Linked DNA regions of Mus musculus: regions 2, 3 and 4 are each linked to region 1. Evidence: chromatin contacts called from public promoter capture Hi-C data. All regions are on one chromosome and are shown on one strand. The core of a region is the stretch at or near the end of the contact, and the rest is flanking DNA. Distances in the headings are between cores, read along the strand shown.

Region 1 (2,700 bases), core at 13-2,512:
ATGGCACCTGGTCCCAATAAATGCTTGTTTTTGTTTTGCTTTGTTAAAACAAAAAACAGTCTGTGGAATGACAGTAAAGATGCAGAGCAGCTGGGATTAATGAGAATGTGAACTGATATTTTTTGATGCCGCACATAGTCCCAAAGTTCCTAATAGTCCATCTACCTGCCATATTAGAATGTTCACTTTGGTTCTATTCATAGTAGCCACAAACTGGACAACACAAATGTCCACCAACAAGACTGGAACTAGACATAGGAGGATGCAGGAAATATATATATTTAGTATATATATATATACTAAAGCTTAAGAATCTAGAGTTTCTTCCACTGTGTTGTGACTTTGCTTTCTTTACTGTTTTAAGGTTAAAAGTCCTAGGATAGGTTGGGGCAGATTTTTTTTCTATTACAGATGAAACAAGGTCAAAGATGTTAAATGGCTTGCCAAGTCACAGAATTTAGTCTGTGGTGGAATATAGACGCAAACAACAGATCCTGCATCACTGTACCAAACTTTACTGAGTTAGGTTCATTTATATCTTCTTGTTGGACTGGCAAAAACATGAGAATTCTTGGGTTTCCACCTGGCCCAGGGAAGAGAATCTCTGACTCCCATTGGCCTCAAGGCAGCTGTTCAAAACCTGATTCTGCCCACACTACAGGTGCAGGCAAGGGCCGGTAGTTGGAGACCCTTAAGTCTCCCATGTGTGCTAGGATCAAACTCAGGGTCTCAGAAGTGCTAGGAGAGTGATCTGCCTCTGAATCTCCACACCCACCCTCTCTGTGCAAAAGTCATCTCTCCTCTGGGAAGTCCTGGATCCCTGTCTGTCTCTAGGACTTGTCTCTCTCTCTGCTTTACCTAAATTGCCCCTGCATCACCGACTTAGGTGAACTGGGTGGTATTAATTAAAGGAAATTACCCCAGTGGGTCAAAAGAAGTTAAGAACGAGTCACTCCGTGGTATTTAAATGTTCCCGCCACCTGAATGTGAGCCCTGGAGGGGTGGGGTTGCTGTGTCTTCCCGCAGCACAGCAGTGCCAGGCATATAGTATTGTCATCGATTAATCAGTAAGAAGTTGAGGAAACATGATCCTTTCCCCGAGCTCTGAAGTCCACACGCAGGGCCAAGGAGGGGCGCCTTCCCCGCCCGCCGAGGCTAGGGTGGGGCTCACCGTTCCCCACTCACCGGCCTCGCCCCGCGCGCGCGTTAATGAGATTAGCAATTAAAAGGCGGGCGAGCGGCGGCGGCCAGAGACCAGGCCCTGACGGGGAGCAGCGAGCTCGGGACATGGAGAAGGCACGGCCTCAGTGGGGCCATCCGCTGCAGTTCGTGTTCGCCTGCATCTCCTACGCCGTGGGTTTGGGCAACGTGTGGCGCTTCCCTTACCTGTGCCAGATGTACGGCGGAGGTGAGTGCGCACAGGCGGGACCGCCGGGTGCCTGGACGCCGAGCGGCGGTGGCATTCCGGCCCGCGAGCCTCCGCTCGGGGTGGCGTTCTGTCCCGAACACCCCAGCTCGGCCAAGTGTTCGGTCCCACGCGCTTCAAGTTCAAGGGCGGGTGGCCCCTGTAACCGAGAACGCCGCGGCGCGGGGACTGTCGCCCTAAGAAATTGACCCTCGCGGTCCCGAGTCCGAACTGTGGCTCCAGCAGGTGCAGGGCGGCGCCGGCGGGGAACCTGCTGTCCCGGGAGGAAAGGTGCGGTGCCGTCTACAGAGGTGTGAAAGAGGACACTAAATTGTTTATCAGGAACTTGTCGTGCAACTTGCAGTTCCGAAATTTAAGTTCCCGACCGCAAGTTGAAACACCAGTCAAACGGATCGTGAGCGATTTCTTTTACTTTTTCTTAATAAAAAGGATCGGTTTGTAGATGTGAAGACTTAGTTTGGGCTTGGAATCACAGGAGGGAAAAACAAATAATTCCGTGCCCGGAGAATTAGTTTCTTGGTTCTGCTGTTTTGTTTTTATAAATGTTTCCTCTGACCTAGGGGAGAAACTGGGGGTTAAGGGTGGGACAGACACCTCACCCTGCACCCGCTAAAGCAGGGAAAAGAGCTGAGAACTCTGGGACTGGGACTTTCCGAAGTCCAAGTACCGTTCTGGGGTCAGTATGGCATGAAGGAAGTAAGTCTCAGCATAAAAACCTCCCTCTTCAATTCCATTTTCTAAAACCTCATCTAAAGGAAAACGCAGCATATGAACAGAGACAGAAAATAGCATGGCTACCGCCTTTAATAAGATCAAAATGTGAGAAACTTGCTAAGCCATTCAGAAAAAAAAAAAATATTGGTTCAGTAAGTTGTGGAACATCCTTGGCAGCCATAAAGGTAAAGTTTTAATAGAATTTTATCTTAATAGTGTTATCATGTGATAAGTGGAGGCAGGTGAAGTCATATTCAAAACTGTAAAACATTTTTAAGCACTTGTGCTTAAAACCATTCAGAGAAAAGGAAAATGAAAAAAAAATTTCAAGTGTTATCAATAGTTTTCTGGGTGGCTCTTATTTACCTAACAGCATGTTTGTGTATACATGGGAGGAGAGATCTAATAGCATGTGTTTGTGTATGGGTGGAGAGAAAGCTAATCAGCACATTAGTTCTCGATATCAGGACAGTAAAAAATATTAATGTATTACAGAATTTAACTTGTTTAAGAAAATCTAACCCTCCCTCCTCCTGTCACTCCAGCCAGATCAAAATCAA
Region 2 (3,000 bases), core at 434-2,933, 340 kb before region 1:
AGCAACAAACATCTCTGTCTTTTAAACTTATTTCCTTAAACTATATACCCCAAGACACTTTTTCAAACTAATAACATTTCCAAAAAGCTTGATGCATTTTGTCAATTTGCTTCCAGGAAATATATAATAACAATAAATTCTTAGCACTGTAAGTGATGGTGCCAGCTTTAGAAGCATCCATCAACATGCATAAGAATTAAAACAAAAAAAAAATTACCGGGCCAGTTAGGTGGATATAGAGTTGTCTTACTGTTGTTATTTACTATTCTTTTGAGGAATTTTTGAGGGATTTTTAAATTGTAATTATTAGTCACCATATTCTCTCTTCTATGCATTGACTGTGCTCTTCACTTAATTTATTATGAGCATATTTGCTTCTTTCCTGTTGAGTCATAGAGTACTCTCATTTCTTATTCCAGGAGAAATGACTCAGTGACTAGCTTCAGTGTAATATTACCATCTTTTGAATGGAGTGAGAGGATCCTCTAGCCCAGTGTTTTCCAGCCTTCCTAATGCTGTAACCCTTTAATACTGCTCCTCATGTTGTGATGACCCCTAAACATAAAATTATTTCCTTGCTATCTCATAACTGTAGTTTTCCTACTGTTTTTAATTGTAATATAAATATCTAGTATACAAGATAGCTGATATGCCACCTACAAAGGGTTGTAACCCACAGGTTGAAAACAGGTTTGGGCTAGAGTCCAACCTACTAGTAACTGAAGACTACCACCCTCTCTCAAATCACTCACCAAAACCATTTTACTTCTAACCCCAGCCAAACTAGAGTCTTTCAAAACACTAAATGGATTTTTTTTTTGTCTCTACCCTCTAACAGAGATAGATCTACCAAAGGCAGCCAGCCAACCTAATCCAGACAGAGACACCACGGCAATCATCAACCAATCCATCTAATAGTTTTAGAGTTGATTTCCAAAAACTTTAATTATGCATTTAAATATGTAATTACTTAGTATACACATGAATACATAAATATATTTTCATTCTAATATACATACACACAAGAGATTACATTTTCATGATGATCTTACAAGTCAGTATCAATAAACGCTAACTACTAATGTAACACTTTTGGAATGATGCTATTCTTCATAATTTATGAATTATAAGAAGTACAGGATGGTAACAGATAATGTAGCTTGAGTAGTTATAAAGTTCATGTTGTATCATAGTATAGATGGGAAAATAGAAGGATAGGAATAAGGAAAGCAAGAAGAAAATGGAAATACATTGCAAAATCTTTTCTAAGTCTACCTTATGTTATCTTTAAATACTATACACCACCTCTCTATTGGAATCAAGAGGGCTCTGGGAGGTATTTCTTTCACCTACATAGACTAATATATCCATTTTTTCCTTTCCTAGAGTTCTGAAAGCCTATCTGGAAATATCGTCTAAGAAACATCTCTTGAATTTAAATATGTCCTTGTCCAAAAGAGAATAAAAAGAAGAAACGGTACCTGGTGAATTTTGCTAAGTCCTTTATGAGTCCAGTAGTAACTTAAGTTTCACTGCTAATGAAACAGAGATAACACTTGATCATATACACCAGTCAGGTAGTAAACATCATAGCTTCCTGTTTTAAAAAGGCTAGCTTCTCAGGTTTTGCAAGTTTTCAGAGAGATACCAACTTGTTACAGTTCTTCCGTTTTGTTATTTACTGCACATACTTGGCTCTCTGTTGAGTTATCTATGGATGGATACTGCTGACACTCAGAAACTATCTTGCAGGCTCTTCACCCATTTGACACTGCTCATTTTTTTATGTATGATATGGCTAACAACTTCCCAATAATCATTGACTCATGGACAGACTGTGGAAAAACAATGTGGGAATTTCCTCTTAAGGAAAGGATGAGACAGCAAATTTGCTGGGAGCAACTGAAGATTATGAGGACAAGCAAGTAAAGGTTTTGATAATTCACAAAGACATGTGTTTGCATTTCCACTGTGGTTCTATAGCTGCATGATCTCAGGGTAACCACTGAGCCAGCCTTGCTGGACACCTAGTTTTCTCCTCTATAATTGTAACAGATATTTATTTCCTACAGTTGTCATGAAGTCAATTAAGATAAACCAAGGAAGTTTCTATGTAAAGTACAGATCTCAACCAATGTAAAGTGTAGGTTGAATTGTACCGTGACATAGCATCCCAAGGCTAGGAACATATCTTGCCTATGTGCTGATATCCCCATGAACCTAGTGTGATAATGGACACTAGACGCATTTAACTAATGTTGACGGGAATAGTGACAAATATATGGTATAATCTCTGATATTCTTTCTAATTGTACAGGTCAATGAATTTACCAAGTTCTTGTTAGCTATTCAGAAGGGGACAGGAGAAAATGAATAGAGAAGAAAGAGTAGAAATAGGAGAAGAACTTAATTCTTTTTTTTCCTTTTCCATTTTTTATTAGGTATTTAGCTCATTTACATTTCCAATGCTATACCAAAAGTCCCCCATACCCACCCACCCCCACTCCCCTACCCACCCACTCCCACTTTTTGGCCCTGGCGTTCCCCTGTACTGGGGCATATAAAGTTTGTGTGTCCAATGGGCCTCTCTTTCCAGTGATGGCCGACTAGGCCATCTTTTGATACATATGCAGCTAGAGTCAAGAGCTCCGGGGTACTGGTTAGTTCATAATGTTGTTCCACCTATAGGGTTGCAGATCCCTTTAGCTCCTTGGATACTTTCTCTAGCTCCTCCATTGGGAGCCCTGTGATCCATCCATTAGCTGACTGTGAGCATCCACTTCTGTGTTTGCTAGGCCCCGGCATAGTCTCACAAGAGACAGCTACATCTGGGTCCTTTCGATAAAATCTTGCTAGTGTATGCAATGGTGTCAGCGTTTGGATGCTGATTATGGGGTGGATCTCTGGATATGGAAGTCTCTACATGGTCCATCCTTTCATCTCAGCTCCAAACTTTGTCTCTGTAACTCCTTCCAAGGGTGTTTTGTTCCCACTTCTAAG
Region 3 (2,782 bases), core at 191-2,690, 460 kb after region 1:
TTGCCAGTGAGGTAAGTGCACTTAGAGCCGGAAGTCTGAGACCCCATCTCCCCAACCTCCAGTTTATAGGCCCTTCTGTAGATGGAGCTGTGTTAAGGTCTTGCCTCAGGCTGCTCAGAACTGGAGAGTGTTTGCTTCTTTCTTCTTTGGAAACTGAGAAGAAAGGGATGAAGCTCTGGAGAAGTGACTTTTCATCTCCGTTGAGTATTAGCTCAGATTTTCCAGAAGCTAAAGAGAAATTGGGGCCACACTCTGACTGATACTGGGGCATGGGCTTCTGTTTCTGTCATAGATTCCTGGAAAGGTCTGAGTGACCTTGGCCATGGGCACAGTAAATGCATAGGGCCACTGAATCCTTTGGGCTGAAATCTGGCTTGCCATCCACGAGGTCCCAGACCATCTACCATCACTGCCTGTGATTCAGGACATGGGATGGCCTAGAGCAGTGGTTTTCAACCTGTGGGTTGCAACCTCTTTGGAGGTCAAATAACATTTGCACAGGGATTGCCTAAAACCATCAGAAAACAAAGATATGTACATTAAGATTCATAATATAAGCAAAATTATAGTTATGAAGTATCAATGAATAATTTCATGGTAGGGGGGTCATCACAACATGAGGAACTGTATTAAAGGGTTGCATTATTAGAAAGGTTGAGAACCTCTGGCCTAGAGGATAGAAGACTCCACAAGACCTCTTAAACCAGAACTAGGTAACCTAGCTATATCTGAGAAGAGATTGGCTGCAGGACAGACCAGCTTCTGATCAGAATCCTTCACGCTCACACCCACTGCCCAACTCAGTAGCACTGTGCCCACTCCCCTACTCACAACCCAGCTAAGGGCCTTGTGCACCTGCTTGGGTTTCTTCTCTTGAGCCTTTCCAGTCTCATGCACCCATTCAATCTACTCTTCCCACAATCAACGCAGGGTTTCTGAAGTGTCTCGTTCTAGCACCCTCGTCCAGCATCTGTGAAACCCTTACTTCAATAAAGAACAACCCAGCAACTTGGCAGAACCCACCCCGTGCCTTCACATCTGTCCTAACTTTGCCCTGCTTTGGCATCTTTGGGCTCGTTGCCCAAATAGGAAAGCTTATCTTGTCTGACACTGGGAAGAGCTGGTGAACTCTGGACACTGCAGGGGAGAAGCTGGAGCAGGCCTAGGCCCCTGTCCAGCAACAGAGAAAGCCAAAAGGTTGGGGATCAGTGACCAACAGGAACCTCAACCAGCACACCTGAACAGCGGAAGGAGAAGGAGCTGGCTGGCAACAAAGTCTTTTGGACTTTGAGAAAGGAACTGAAGCCCGGGAAGGCGGGGACAAATTTGCCTCAAGGCCACCGGGCAAGGGAGGGTAGTACCTGAGCTGAGGCAGGAAGAGGAGGAGGCCACAGAGGAAGCGTGGGTCACCCTCGCTCTTGCTGAGCGGGCGGGGCGGGGTCCTGCGCGCAGGTGAGCGGCGGGGCAGGGCGGGGCGCAGCTGCGTTTCGGTGCCTAGGCGCCACCGAGGCCACTCGCAGACACAGGCCACAGTCGTGCCCTAGGGAGACCGAGGCGCCCCCCGAGTCATGGCCCACTCGGCCTGCGGGTTCTCAGTCGCACTGCTGGGGGCCCTGCTGCTGGGCACAGCACGCCTGCTGCGCGGGACAGGTAAGAGCAACCTGTGGCCGGCCAGGGAGGTGCCTGGAGGTGGCGCGTGTTCAGGGGTTACACGATCCGGACCTGGTAGCACAGTCCTAGATGGTGGGGCGAGGTCCCCGGGACGACTCGCCCCAGCGCTCAGGCACGTGGGAGAGTCCTGGACCTGGGTGAGCTTCCCTGGCCTAGGAACAAATAAGCGCGCGGAACAAGCCTTAGGAGGACGTTCTCCAGGCAGCACATTGTGCCATGGGTACTTTGCTGAGACTCTTAGGGATACTCGATTGGGACGTGGGAGAGCTTTCTTCTTCGGGCCCACTCCACACCTGGGCCAGAGAAGTGAGTGCAAGAAGAGGGTGGTTTGACTTCCCGCTGAGGTACCATTTTAGCTGTCCGTGCGTGCGCGCCCGCTCATCCTGAGGCCTAAGGACAGCTTCAAGCGGACAGTCACCAGGCAGCAGCGGGCATCTAGCTGCAGAGACCCCACAGGTGCCCCACCTCTTCCCTGGTGGAAGGTTGGAGTGTAATTCCGTGGAGCCTGTGAATTTCGAGTAGTTTGGATTGGGAGTAGAGGCTGCTCTGATCTCGGAGATCGCTCCAGGAAAGAATAGGATTTGTGGGCCCTAGGAGTAGAATACCGCGAATAAAACTAGCTTTCTTCAAGTAAGAACTTGATGTGAGGCTCTTTCTCAGACTCGCACAGGTTTTTATGTTTTAAAAAATAGTACGGTCCAAGTCATAGTTGGGGTCTGTAATATCAACAACTAAGGGGGTGTTTGTTTGTGTTGGACAGGTAGATAAATTAGCATAAATTAAAGAATAAAATTAAAACGGTGTGGTTAGACTTGGGCGTAAGCCGCAGGAAAACTTCCTGGTTTCTTTTTCCAACATTAGGTGATATATAACTGCATAGTAAACAGGAAGACTTAAGACCTCCTTTTAAACTACACACACAGACACACTGTGGTATATATTTTGTTGTTGCTAGCTAGGGTTTGGTTTCTGTTTTTCTGGGTCTCCCGGTGTCTCCCAAGCTGGCCTTAAAACTACTGAGTTTCATGCTCCCACTCCATACTCCTGGAATTCATTACAGATGTGGGCCACCACTTTCTTAGGAGTGAGTTTTCAATCCATTTAAGGGACA
Region 4 (2,716 bases), core at 20-2,519, 470 kb before region 1:
GAGTGTCTGAAGTCACACTACAGTGTACTTACATATAATAAATAAATAAATAAATAAATAAATAAATAAATAAATAAATAAATATTTTTAAAAAAAATACACAATGGTGAAACTTTCAAATAGCATCTATTCTAATTGTCTATGGTCCTTAGTGGGGAAAGTACCAAAACTACTTTTAGGAAACAATCTGTTTTCTGCCGGGTTAGTTCTTTAAGTTTACATGAATAAATATTCATGTGTTGTGAGTTTTGGAGAACTACTTTTTGGTAACATAGAGATGAAGCATGGGGGGAAATGCCACAGAATCCAAGTGGTAACATTTTAACACCTGTCAACATCTGTAATTTTCAGTGAAAGTAAAAAACTAAAACCAAGAATCAGATCATTTAGATTCCTGGGGATCCAGAGCTCCAAGAGGGTGTGAAGCATGTATATGGAAAGCTTGTTAGTTAGAGACTTCCCTATGGGACAGGATGAGGAATCAGGTAGCATAGAAGGAGCCATAATGTAGTAACAACCAGTGTTCAACTAATACTATAAGGGACAGTAGAGATAAGATGGCCTTGAGGTGTTGGAGTGCACCGCGTAAAGGTGTGTCTCTGTCCTTCCTCACTTGCCTAAGGGATTCTCTGATTGGTTTTAATAAAAATCTGAGGGCCAATAGCTTGGCATGAAGTGGAAGGTAGGACTTCTGTTAGAGAGAAAGGGACAATGGGGGAAAAAAGCAGAAGCAGAAATTTAGGGAGATGATTTGGAGGTGGATGGATGCGAACATGAGCGGAGAGGCACAACAGGTCATTGTGGGACATGGGAAAAATAGTCAAGTTAGAGGATCTGGGGGGTAGCTCCAAGTTAAACCCTAAGCTTTAAAAATATACCAGAGTCTCTATGTCCTTATTTATATAGCTGAACAGTCCGTAAATGTCCAACCACATTAAGGAATGTTCTGAACCAAGCCTTTCCATCAGCTTCCATATTCATCCACTTACTATGAAGCATTATAGCCTGGACAGGTAGTTCCAGGTCTCAGTAGCTCCATGCCTAGTAACCAAGGGAGTGGTAAGTGTATTGGTCCTGAAGAGAGCACCTGAACAGCTCTCATAGCATCCTTTATAATTAGAAAAGGCAATCTGGATTTCTTACAAATTTTATTTACTCTGAAAAATAAGAAATGAAAACTAAAATTTATAAAGCCACAGTTTTGTAAGACTATAGAAACCACACAGGGACACGTCAACCTGAAAGAGGAAGTCATGTGTCCAGTGAGGGCACAGTATCTATTTCTCCACCAGACCATTAGGTTGGCTTTTTATTCTGTCCACAAAATGTGAACAAAAAGATCAGAGATTGAGACATCTGCCCAGCCCCCATTTTTCTTACTCTATTTCCTCTTCTTGGATGTCTATTTGGACACCCAAGATTGATGGGGTTTGGATAACCTCTAATAAAAATGTTTTATGTTTCAATATTTTAAAATTAAAAAATTAGATACATTCTCATTTTACAAAAGTTTTTATAATAAAATTAAATTATGACTTATTCTAATTGTACAGGAAAAGAGTCTCAGTCTGTGCTACAGCCTACATGGATGTCTTAGATTCTAAAACATGTTGAACATTTAGAAAGCTCTGCTTCTTCCCTGCCAGATATCTCCAGGGACAGTTTCTGAGACTTGTGAGGGGTTGCACATCATTACTTTCACAGGCTTCAGAGTCTTCAAGGATATGATTTGAGCCATTCCTATCTACCCTAGAGTCAATGACCCTCATCTTGTCCTCTCAAAGGATTCAGCTACACCGTCTGGAATGGTTCTTAATAAACACCTCCGCCTCAAGGAAACCAGACTCTCTAAACCACAGGCTGGTCTCATACATTCTGAAGAGAACAGACATGGGAACAAAAAAAAAAGAGAAATGCATTTTTCTGTAAAGAAAAATGTATTTTTTTGTCTTTTGGTTTTGTTTGTCTGTTTTGTTTTGTTTTTCATTCTTTTACAACAGATCACTGAGGAAGATGCAGGCAGGAACTGAGTGGCCTGTCATTCTTATACCATCACAAGGCTGTGGATGTTTTGTTGTCTACCCATGTCATGTGCTGTTGGGAACAAAAAAGAGGCCCGGGGAAGAGGGGAAAGGAAAAGACCCACACCCTGCCAGAGTTTTACCTATTCTCTGGTTTGTCAGGTGTGGGAGAGCTGCCATACACTTTCCACTCAGCCCTGGGTGGGCATTCAAGCCTCTGACCCACTCTTCAGGAAGTGGCCAAGGGGCAGCCCTACCTGAGAACCCCAGAGCTACTTTGCTAAAGCCACCAGAGAGGGATGAGGGAAGAGGTTCCCAACACCTGCGAGAGTGAGTTCTGTGGATCTTGACTGGAGCACAGGAAGGCCTTCTAATGGGAGATTAGAAACTGCTCATTAGGAGAAATCCTGTCCCATCCTCCAAGTACAGTGGGCCTTGATGAGCAGAGACATTCTATGGTTTTAGAGCTTTATTACAGAAAGGCAGGGAGAAAGAGTGAAGGGAGAGAGAGAGAGAGAGAGAGAGAGAGAGAGAGAGAGAGAGAGAGAGAGACAGAGAGAGACAGAGAGAGACAGAGAGAGACAGAGAGAGACAGAGAGAGATAGAGAGACGAGACAGAGAGACAGAGACAGAGGAAAGGCTAGAGAAAAAGAGAGTAAGAGAGAGGAGAGAGGAAAGGAGAGCAGAAGACAGAG

Evidence for each region. Promoter capture Hi-C pulls out the DNA fragments that hold promoters and counts their contacts. Capture Hi-C pulls out chosen DNA fragments and counts their contacts.
Region 2: a promoter capture Hi-C map of hematopoietic stem and progenitor cells shows a contact between it and region 1. The contact joins the promoter of Ccr3 here to the promoter of Slc6a20a in region 1. A contact is called at or near these places in 2 of 39 promoter capture datasets (cranial neural crest and hematopoietic stem and progenitor cells) and 1 of 9 other capture datasets (liver).
Region 3: a promoter capture Hi-C map of liver shows a contact between it and region 1. The contact joins the promoter of Cdcp1 here to the promoter of Slc6a20a in region 1. A contact is called at or near these places in 4 of 39 promoter capture datasets (the C10 cell line, the HPC-7 cell line and embryonic stem cells) and 1 of 9 other capture datasets (liver).
Region 4: a contact with region 1 is called in a promoter capture Hi-C map of hematopoietic stem and progenitor cells, with 2.8 times the contacts expected there. The contact joins the enhancer-like site here to the promoter of Slc6a20a in region 1. A contact is called at or near these places in 5 of 39 promoter capture datasets (the C10 cell line, hematopoietic stem and progenitor cells, liver and 2 more), 1 of 484 Hi-C or Micro-C datasets (regulatory T cells) and 1 of 9 other capture datasets (liver).

What each region holds. Positions count from the first base shown.
Region 1 is chr9:123,677,394-123,680,093 of GRCm38.p6, reverse strand. Slc6a20a (solute carrier family 6 (neurotransmitter transporter), member 20A) reads left to right here and starts at 1,262. Exons shown (of 11, transcript NM_139142.2): 1 at 1,262-1,408. The coding sequence starts at 1,288.
Region 2 is chr9:124,020,654-124,023,653 of GRCm38.p6, reverse strand. It overlaps Ccr3 (chemokine (C-C motif) receptor 3), which reads right to left and starts at 1,683. Exons shown (of 2, transcript NM_009914.4): 1 at 1,482-1,683.
Region 3 is chr9:123,214,696-123,217,477 of GRCm38.p6, reverse strand. It overlaps Cdcp1 (CUB domain containing protein 1), which reads left to right and starts at 1,440. Exons shown (of 9, transcript NM_133974.3): 1 at 1,440-1,650. The coding sequence starts at 1,569.
Region 4 is chr9:124,142,409-124,145,124 of GRCm38.p6, reverse strand. No RefSeq gene overlaps it. Among named protein-coding and RNA genes, the nearest start is that of Ccr5, 22 kb to the right of the region's middle. Within about 2 kb of position 1,269, at least 67 of the 459 cell types and tissues checked have an H3K27ac peak or open chromatin away from gene starts, as enhancers often do. A contact at or near this core is called in hematopoietic stem and progenitor cells, where this site is marked.